Linked DNA regions of Mus musculus: region 1 is linked to region 2. Evidence: chromatin contacts called from public promoter capture Hi-C data. All regions are on one chromosome and are shown on one strand. The core of a region is the stretch at or near the end of the contact, and the rest is flanking DNA. Distances in the headings are between cores, read along the strand shown.

The links. Capture Hi-C pulls out chosen DNA fragments and counts their contacts.
Region 1: a contact with region 2 is called in a promoter capture Hi-C map of adipose tissue. The contact joins two enhancer-like sites. A contact is called at or near these places in 3 of 39 promoter capture datasets (frontonasal cranial neural crest, pre-B cells and stem cell-derived epiblast-like cells), 6 of 484 Hi-C or Micro-C datasets (the HPC-7 cell line, bone marrow-derived macrophages, extraembryonic endoderm stem cells and 2 more), 7 of 115 datasets of contacts at active chromatin or transcription factors (astrocytes, differentiating embryonic stem cells, embryonic stem cells and 4 more) and 3 of 9 other capture datasets (adipose tissue, liver and pancreatic islet).

What each region holds. Positions count from the first base shown.
Region 1 is chr17:86,767,034-86,771,661 of GRCm38.p6, reverse strand. All of the region lies in intron 1 of Epas1 (endothelial PAS domain protein 1), which reads right to left. Among named protein-coding and RNA genes, the nearest start is that of Epas1, 15 kb to the right of the region's middle. Within about 2 kb of position 1,656, at least 92 of the 459 cell types and tissues checked have an H3K27ac peak or open chromatin away from gene starts, as enhancers often do. A contact at or near this core is called in adipose tissue, where this site is marked.
Region 2 is chr17:86,505,177-86,509,539 of GRCm38.p6, reverse strand. The region is part of intron 10 of Prkce (protein kinase C, epsilon); the gene reads right to left. Among named protein-coding and RNA genes, the nearest start is that of Gm30284, 62 kb to the right of the region's middle. Within about 2 kb of position 2,044, at least 31 of the 459 cell types and tissues checked have an H3K27ac peak or open chromatin away from gene starts, as enhancers often do. A contact at or near this core is called in adipose tissue, where this site is marked.

The sequences.
Region 1 (4,628 bases), core at 407-2,906, 260 kb before region 2:
TTTTCTTTACTAAAAAGTAAAACCTTATAAGCAATTCCCAACGGGAAGTATTAAGTCCAGTCTCAAACAGAGAACTTTGGGATGGAGATATATAATATATACACATATATTATATAAGTATATTGTATGTTACATATATTTATTTAACCAAGTTTCTGATATTTACACACACACACACACACACACACACACACACACACACACACACACTCATTGAGCAGAGGACGTTGCTCATTGGTAGAGCACTTTTCTAGCAATCTGTGAGGCCCTGGGTGCTATCTATCCCCAGTACCAATATGGAGGATGGTTAACCCAGTTTAAAGGAGAAGCAAAGAAAACAGACAGATGCAGGAGACACTCAGATCCAACACAGAAGCATGCTGTGTGTGTTGTCTACTGCAGACTCTCAGGTTGTCAACTTTTAGCAGGTGGCCTGCAAACTCTCATGGCCACCCTGTAGAAAGTACAGTTTCCAGAGGTAAGTCAGAAACCCCGGATCTATGCATGGTTTTGTTTTGTTTTCAATAATCAAACTGGAAGCAGGTCACCATGGACGCTTCCAAGTTCTCATGTCATGCTAACAAGGACAAGGACGGGGAAAGGTCACTTCCTTAAAGATACGGATAGTGCTACAAATTTTCAGAAGGGTGACAGCCAAGTAAAATTTAAATAGAGCCTCCCTGAAATCTTGAGCACTGGAAAGCCAAAGTTAAACTTGCTCTGCCAGCCAGTGGGCTCCTGGCTTAACTCACACACGGCCCTGTGGATAGATGGAGTTTTTTTTCCCCAAAGTGAGACCAGGCCCAGCCCTCAGAGCTGTCATCGAAGCAGCCTTCTCCTGTGTAATCATGGGAATTACTCTAAGCCTACAGAAAGGCTCACACAGGCACCAGCCTTTGATTTTGCAGTTATTTCTGGGACTCCAGAGCATACTGGTCAGAACTTCAGGGGAGACATTGCTTTTCAGGTTTGGAAATAATTGTTGGGCCAGTTACCACTTGCTTTTTGAGCCTGGACGGGTAGTGAATGGGAGTCTCATGAAGATGCATCAGTAAGCAGAACTTAATACAGCTAATATTGCTGGTATCCCATAGCCATGGGGATCAGCCTTTCTGACGTAGGAGAAACTATATTCACTGTTAATGGAACTTATCTTTCAATAATACATTTTTTTGTTTTTTATTTATATATATATATATATTTATTTTACTTTTAGGCTTCTTATACAGTGACTATATGGGAATAATTCATATTTTTATGACCAGAAGAAAACAATTGAACTACTTCAACAATTTTCCCAGGGAGATGATTCATGAATATAAGAAGCCAGGGAGCATGTGCACGAGCGAGTGTGTGTATACAGTCTGCAATGCTCTCTCACTCCCTTCTGGCTGAAAGCTTCCATCAAAAAGTTTGAGGGGCTCTGCCACCAGGACGCGGAGCACCCACGGATTAGATCCAAATATCACCCATCCTCCCTCCACATCCTACTCTCAATCCAGCAGAGCCAGTGAGCTGCCCCCGCACTGGGGCCAGCCATTCAAGAGGCAAGGAAATATTATGCAAGAACACAGGAAGTCAGAGGAGACAGGATTCTGGGCAGGCCTGGCAAGGAGTCTGTGTGAACTCCAGCGAACAAGCGGACTTTGCTCAGCGGGGCAAGAGCCAGCAGAGAGCCTTCCCAGGGCGGTAGAGCAGAGCCGTCCACATCATGTCGCTGGCCAGTGGGTGGCCATCCAGAACTTGATGTACCTGATAGAAGGCTGATAAACGAGTCCCAATATTTCTGCTTTTTTGGCTCAGATTCAAGGTGACTCCCCAACAGTCTTGCACTGTGACTCACCTCTATCCTGCAGCACGGTCACCCCCACCCCCCACCCTGTGCAGCATGACTTCATTCAACAACTTAAGGCCTCACGGGCTTCCTAGCTGACTTCTCCCTTGGTGCCTCAGGTTGCAGGACCGTATTTGCAGGCTGCAAGTGTCAATCAGTTCATGTCACTACCAGGTGTGAGCACGCCAGAAACATTCGTACACAGGAATCATAGCAGCAATGTGCCCTTCCTCTGTGGCAGTTTACATCTGTGCAGCCTTGTTCAATTGAAGGGCACAGAACAGTCACCTGCCAGACATGAAAACGAAGGCCTAGACAGAGGCACTTGGTGTCTGACCCCTGTCCGTTAATGGCATCAGAACACCCCAGAAGCCTGCATCAGGGAGATGGAGGCATGGCCTCCTTTTGGGAGCTTTCTACCATATCACATATCAGACCTCAGCTGACTTTTGGGGGCGGTTGTTCATCCTGCTGCACTGAACCAGGCCCAACAGCAACTCCTGATGGGATGGAATATCTTTTTGGAGAGGAAGAGTTACAAAGAGATGGAAAGAGGTCCGCCAGCCCCTGCCAACAACCTCCAACTTCCCCTGCTCTTTCCAGAGTCAGCATCTGCAAACAGGAGGCCAGACCCCTGGAAATTCCCTTCAGAGCGGAGCTAGAACCTGGAGAGTTTTGGGGTTACCTGGTCTGGTTCCCATCTACTGGTTCATTTTGGAGAGGGTAGAATAATTGAATAATTGAGGCCAGAGGTGGTCATCTAGCCAGCTAATGCCTACCTCTTCTCAGGAAATTCACTAAGCATAGCACATCGCCCTGCAGGAGAAGGTCCACACTTCGATGTGAGTGGGAGAGCCAGGACAAGGAGACACACGGGGCTGCGGAGCTAGGACCCTCACCCCAGCCCCATGGAGAGGCAGAACCAGCAGTGTATGGCAGCACCCACCCTGCTTCTGCTCCTGGCTTGACAATTTCTAATTGTGGTAAGAACAGCAGTGGCCATTCCCCTGGGACTTGGCTGTGCATTCCCAGACGCTACCAGCACACAATGGCCCTACTTCTCTGGGGTAAACATTGCCAAATATGACAAACAATAACATCGCCACAACAGAAAACTATGGGGCCAAGAGAGGCAGCGTGGATCTTTGCAAATAGTCTGGGGCTGGGAACGTGTTCAGGTAGGTACTGCCAGACCCTGGCATGGTCATTATACTCTAGTGTCTCAACTGCCTCATCCATATGCTAAAAAGTGACAATTCCTTGGTGTTAGCACCAAGAGCTTTGGAAAGAACAAGTATGGGGGCATTCATGTAAATCCTAGCCCCTGGGACCCTACCTCAGAAAACAAAAACAAAATCAGCTTTAGGAAAACACTGGACAATTGTAAACCGTGGTAATGTAGAGCCCAGCAATATCGGAGCAACGAGTTCGCTGAACGCATCTGTAAAAAGCAGCAGTGCATGCAGGCTCCATTCTAAAGGCTGAGCCCTCAGTGGTAAACAAGGCACGTGTGGAGTCCATACCTTCAGTTTCACCCTGGCAGGGGAGGGGCATGGTAGACATAAGTAAACATGTAAATTACACGTGGAAAATGTTTAGAAGACAAATGGAACAGGATTAGAGGTCAATGGAAGGACGTCGAGAAAGGCTTCCCTGAGGAGGTGATATTTAAGCTGAGAAGGACCGCTTGAAGTCAGCTGGCCAGTCTCCCGGGTGGGGCTGAGGGAAGAGAGAGCTCAGAGGTAAGAAGTCCAGATGTGTTACAGTTGATGATAGGTCTGAGGCCAGAGCTGAGTGACCGGTCAAGTCTCCTGGTTAGGGTATAAGCACAGCCAGGCCTCTGCATTCAAGGAGACCAAGGTCTCTTTAGAGTAGCACCTGTTTCTAGGTTGTCAATGCCTCTCTTTGGCATAAAATAGTGGAACGAGGAAGAGGCGAGCAGCTATGGCCTGGGCAGCCCTGGTTCCTGTGCGACACGGAAGGATGTGTCGTCCTTGACGTGAGTGCTGGGCTGTGCCCTCTCCTGCTTCACAGGTGAGGGGAAACAAAGCAAGCAGAAGGGTGTTGGGATCTGGTGCTTGTCAGGACTTTCTTCAGATTTCCTCAGTCTTGGGGTATCCACTAAATGCCACGATTGGCAAGAATCCACAGGACCCAAAAGCCCAGGCGGAGGGACCCACCGGTAGGAGCCTGGAGACCAGAGTCTCCTGTTAGCCTCTCTCAAGGCTTCCTCCTGTCTGCAGGCGGTTCACTTTTAAGAGGTAATAACACACCTAATGAGTATATTGCTCTGCTCCTTAATGACAATGCCTAGAAGGTTTGCACTTTATACTTTTCAAAGTTCTTTCCATTAAGATAATACTCACAAAGTGTGCTTTTAAAATATACATTTAAAGCACGTGGTATTACTAGAACATTCCCTGGTTCGTATTCAGAGAGCAGCAGACAGAGGTGACATCTCCAACCTAGGTCCGCACAAAGCAGAGAGCAAGCGAAAGCAGTCTCCCAGACTCCCAAGATGCCTGAAAGCGGCTTTGAACTTCATGGGAAGGCCAGCTTTGCCAGGGACATAAAACAAGAGCCAGTGGCCCTGACGGCATTTAGAATCTGGCAAAACCCGAGAAAGCGAAGAAACACAGGAGGCTTGTGGTCATTCTGACGCTATTTGGAGGCGAAGGAATTCAAGTGGGTGAAAGCTTGTCACTCCCCGAAATAAACAAGGGCTCCGGGGACCCAAGGCCAGGAAAATTAAGGTGATGTCACCACCCTTGTCCCCACACAAGCAACTACAGGT
Region 2 (4,363 bases), core at 795-3,294:
GAAACTAAATGTCTACCCACGCTAAATTAGTCTACTCTTGAGGAGCTATGAAGAGATGTTAAAACAAACAAAACACCATGGTGGGATTCTCTCCCATGTCCATCCCAATTCATTTGGATGGATGATACCAGGACTCTTGAGGTGTTGAGAAAGGAGCCATCGCCGGGCATGGTGGCGCACGCCTTTAATCCCAGCACTCGGGAGGCAGAGGCAGGAGGATTTCTGAGTTCGAGGCCAACCTGGTCTACAAAGTGAGTTCCAGGACAGCCAGGGCTATACAGAGAAACCCTGTCTTGGAAGAAAAAAAACAAAAACAAAAACAAAAACAAAAACAAAAACAAAAGAGAGAGAGAGAGAGAGAGAGAGAGAGAGAGAGAGAAAGGAGCCATCCTTCAGCTAATTTTAATTCTGGAAAGGATTTCTGATCGGTGTGGCCCTCACTCACATCACTGGTGTAAGGTGTGTGCACTGGGGGGTTACAGTGGGTAAGCCTGGTCCCTATAGTTATGGTGGGTAACTAGAATCCCTATGCACACAGACAACTATGTGTATAGGGATGCTCAGAACTGAGTTGGGGGAAGATGATTATACACACAAACCTATTCTATTAGTGTTGTGGATTTAGATCAGTCTTACTGTGTAGCCCTAGCTGTCCTTGAACTCACTGTGTAGATGAGGTTGTCCTTGAGCTCACAGAGCTCTGCTTCCCTTGGTTTCCCAAATGCTAGGTAGGGTTAAAGGCCAGTTCATACACACAGATCTAAAAAGGCTAGGTGTGTGGCACATGCTAATGAGATGAAGGATATACAGACAGCAGAGAGTCAGGGTGGATAAAGGAGTCTGCGTGAGAGCCAAGATGGAAGAGTGCCTGACATCAGGAAAACTACATAGGCAGGGATGGTTCACTCATACCAACTGCAATAGGCATGGCTTTGTGGGCTGGAATGTCCAGGAAGCAAGGACTGAAACTTCAGCAAGCAGGTTAAGATCCAAGAGATACTGACATCTTACTTTCTAGGCTACGAGAGTTGTCCCAATGTGCGGAACTTGACAGCAAATGTAGGTAAGCTATTTTGATCGGTTTTGAAAATGTCTATGAATGACTGACTTCAACTAAAAATCTAAATGGCTACCTTCCCCCAGTCTGATGTTTCTGTTACTATCCAAAATAGTTACAGAGGAAAGCCCACTTAAAGGTACATTTTTATTTGCATGGTGTGTGCTACCTCATCACGTGGAGGGTGCCTGAAGTTAGCACACACTCTGGGCCATTCAGCGTATTCAGGAACTGTGCAAGGCAGAACCTCAGATAAGTTTCCACCAATCAGAAGAGGGGATGCAAAATGAAGACAATTTTCAGAAAGAAAGCCGTGCTGATCCTGTAGATGACAAAACCAACAGGGACCCCAGGGTAGCAAGGGGAAAAAATACCCGATGTGCGACAAAGCAAGGAGAAGCAGAATGATGCCAGAAGAGGGAAGAGCCACGCGGTTTAGATGGGGAAGTCATCCCTATTGGTTGGACATAAGGATAATTTGCCCTGAAACGGTCCCTGGCCATGCCTGGGGAGGTTAATTTCAGACCCCCAGGATAGCTGTTCCCCGTCTAGGGCATCACATTGGAGAGTGCAAGAGTTTTTCGGAAATACCAGCAGAGGGAGAAGGGGCAGGCCTGGGGAATTCCCACGGTGGGTAAGCAGTTGCAACACCCAAGTCATTCTGAAAATTGTATGTTCTACACCCCCACCCTACCGCCCAACGCCACTGCCCAGAGGGATTCTGGGATGACAGGAAATGCTTAAGCCCGGCTAGCAAGCCAGAAAACCCTCTAGAGACTCCTGCTGTCGTTTAAAGGGCACAGGCAGTCGACAAGCTGGCCAGCTGACAGACTGCTGAGAGAGAGAGAGAGAGAGAGAGAGAGAGAGAGAGAGAGAGAGAGAGAGAGAGAGAGAGCTGGATTTCCAGGCCGCCAGAAGCATCTCCAGCGATGGCCTAGCCATGTGCTGAGAGGTCTGTCATCCTGTGCATCTTCTCAGATGAGGAAGCCACCGCCGAGATCACGGTCTCTCCATGATGTAAGGCTCTCAGCAGGCAGTGGCACTGGACACTAGGTCACCTCCACCAGTTTTGCACATGAAAACATTGTTACAACTCCCTAAGTAGAAGTAGCTTAGCAGGGTTACAGGATCTTCTAGTCTTGCTTTGGGGGTGTCTTCCCCTCTTTGTGTCACAGGAAGGACATTTAGGATAGGTGCAGTTTGGGAGACATTTATTCAGACACATGGCTTGGTCAGTGTGTGTGGGGGGTTCATTAGCTGCAAAGCCTTCAGTCATAGGGGCTCCAGAAAATCCCCCTTAAACAGCATTTCCTCCACTTACTTTTTTTTTCAGTGCTGAAGTTTCCTTTTCCTGCCTCTGTACGGGATGATGTAGCTGTTTACTTTAAGGCTCAGGAGTTAGGCAGCATTGTAAGAAAAGCTTTCCCACACACAAAGAATAAGCGACTCTTTCCATGATGTTTTCGCAGTGAGTACACAGGAACAGGCTTGCCTCTGGGCAGTTTCAGCTCTGCCCCTGCCTGCTGTCTCGGGATCCATTCACCTTTACCTGGGCATCCTGGCACTGGGGGATGAAGGAGGCCACGGGAAGAGGAGGAAGCCCAAGGCACTTTGGTGGCTCCCTTGGCTATGGAGTTATGATGAAATACCCACCCCGACCTCAGTGTCCTTATCCGTGAAAGGAGGGGTGCAGGGGTGACTGGTAAGGAAGACACGAAATTATGTCCTAAAGCCAAGAGTGTAACATCTGACACAGTGCACGGATAACAGGTGGGAAGGGAGCAGAGGCCACCCAGCTCCAATCAGAGCTCTGTCCCTGGTTAGCATTACCGTGCCTCAGGACACCCGCCTCCTACAGCCACTGGAAGGATCTGTCAGTGGCTATAGTGAGCTTTGGGAAATGGCACACATGATAGAAACTGTAAAAACATCAGCTTCTTGAATCAATCTCTCTCTCTGTCTGTCTCTCTCTCTCTCTCTCTCTCACACACACACACACACACACACACACACACACACACGCACAGAACACTTCTTCCTTAGTGGCTGGTTCATGGTACAGGTGTATTTTAACACATCAGGTTTCAGTTACTCCATTGAACGCCTCTATCCTTCATACAATTTTTTATAATGGGAATTGACTTTCTTTGGAAAGGTGAACAGTTCAGTCCTAAATTTATCAGGTTTTTTTTTTTTAAGGTCAGATTTTATTTTCCAGTTTTCTGCCAAGTGGAGTGTGTAATCCCCAAAGTTGGGCAGCTAAGGCGGGAGGGTCATGAATTCAACTTCACTTAGGGCTAACTAGCAAGTTGGAGGTTAGCCTGGGCTATAGAACAGGTGTCTATTTAAAAATAACAAAAACTTCCCAAACAAAACAAAAAGAAAACAAACAAACAAACAAGCACCCTCCCCCTCCCCCCAAACAAGAACAACTTCACAAGTGCAAGCACCTGCCACTTGCAATGGTTTGGGAAGCTAACTGTTTCTGTCTACATTTACCGGGTCCCAACTTCCTGTGCTTACCTGGTCCCTGGAGCACACGCTTTATCTAGTTATCTAAGCTATTTTTTCCCTGATTAATGTGGCTTCCAAGATCACTAATAAACTTTCTCAAAAGAATAAAACTGGATAATTATGACTACAGAAGTGTTTCAACAATATCCTAGCACTTTATTTGGTGGTGATAGTATGTTTTTAGTAATAACACGGGTTAACCTAGAAAATGCCCATAAGCTAGAACTTGAAAAAAAAAAAAAAAAAAACAAGTTGGATTCAAGCTGTTGCCCAAAACCCAAAACAGAATTAGCCTGTGCTGTTCAAGTGGTGGCAGCTCAAGGGAGATCAAAGATGGCCTTCTCTGGCTTCTCTGATCCTCAGGCTCTTGCTACACTGTGCCTTCCACAGTCCTAGAGGACATGGGAGAACAGCCAGCCTATTGGGATAGAATCCAAGCCTGGAGCGAGGCGAGCAGGTCCAGTGCTAGCAGGCAGACCCAGGCAAGAAGCTTAGCTCCTTAGCATCTTGCACACAGACATTCCTCATTACGCGGCTTACACGTTGCTGATGAATCTCACGTGGATGCGGTCCTGGGCCAGCAGAGGCATTTCTTTTTACATCCACCCACACTAAGGACGGAGAAAATTCTTGTTGCCTGGGACCCATGCTGGTGTTCCCCTTGGAACATCATGGTGAAAACAGAATGTTCCAGTGGGGGTGGGGGCTGCAACTTCCTATTGGCTCTGCCAATGACATTCATCTTCATTCCAGGAAGAGGGCTCTACTTATCCTCTTGCTTTCCACGTTCAA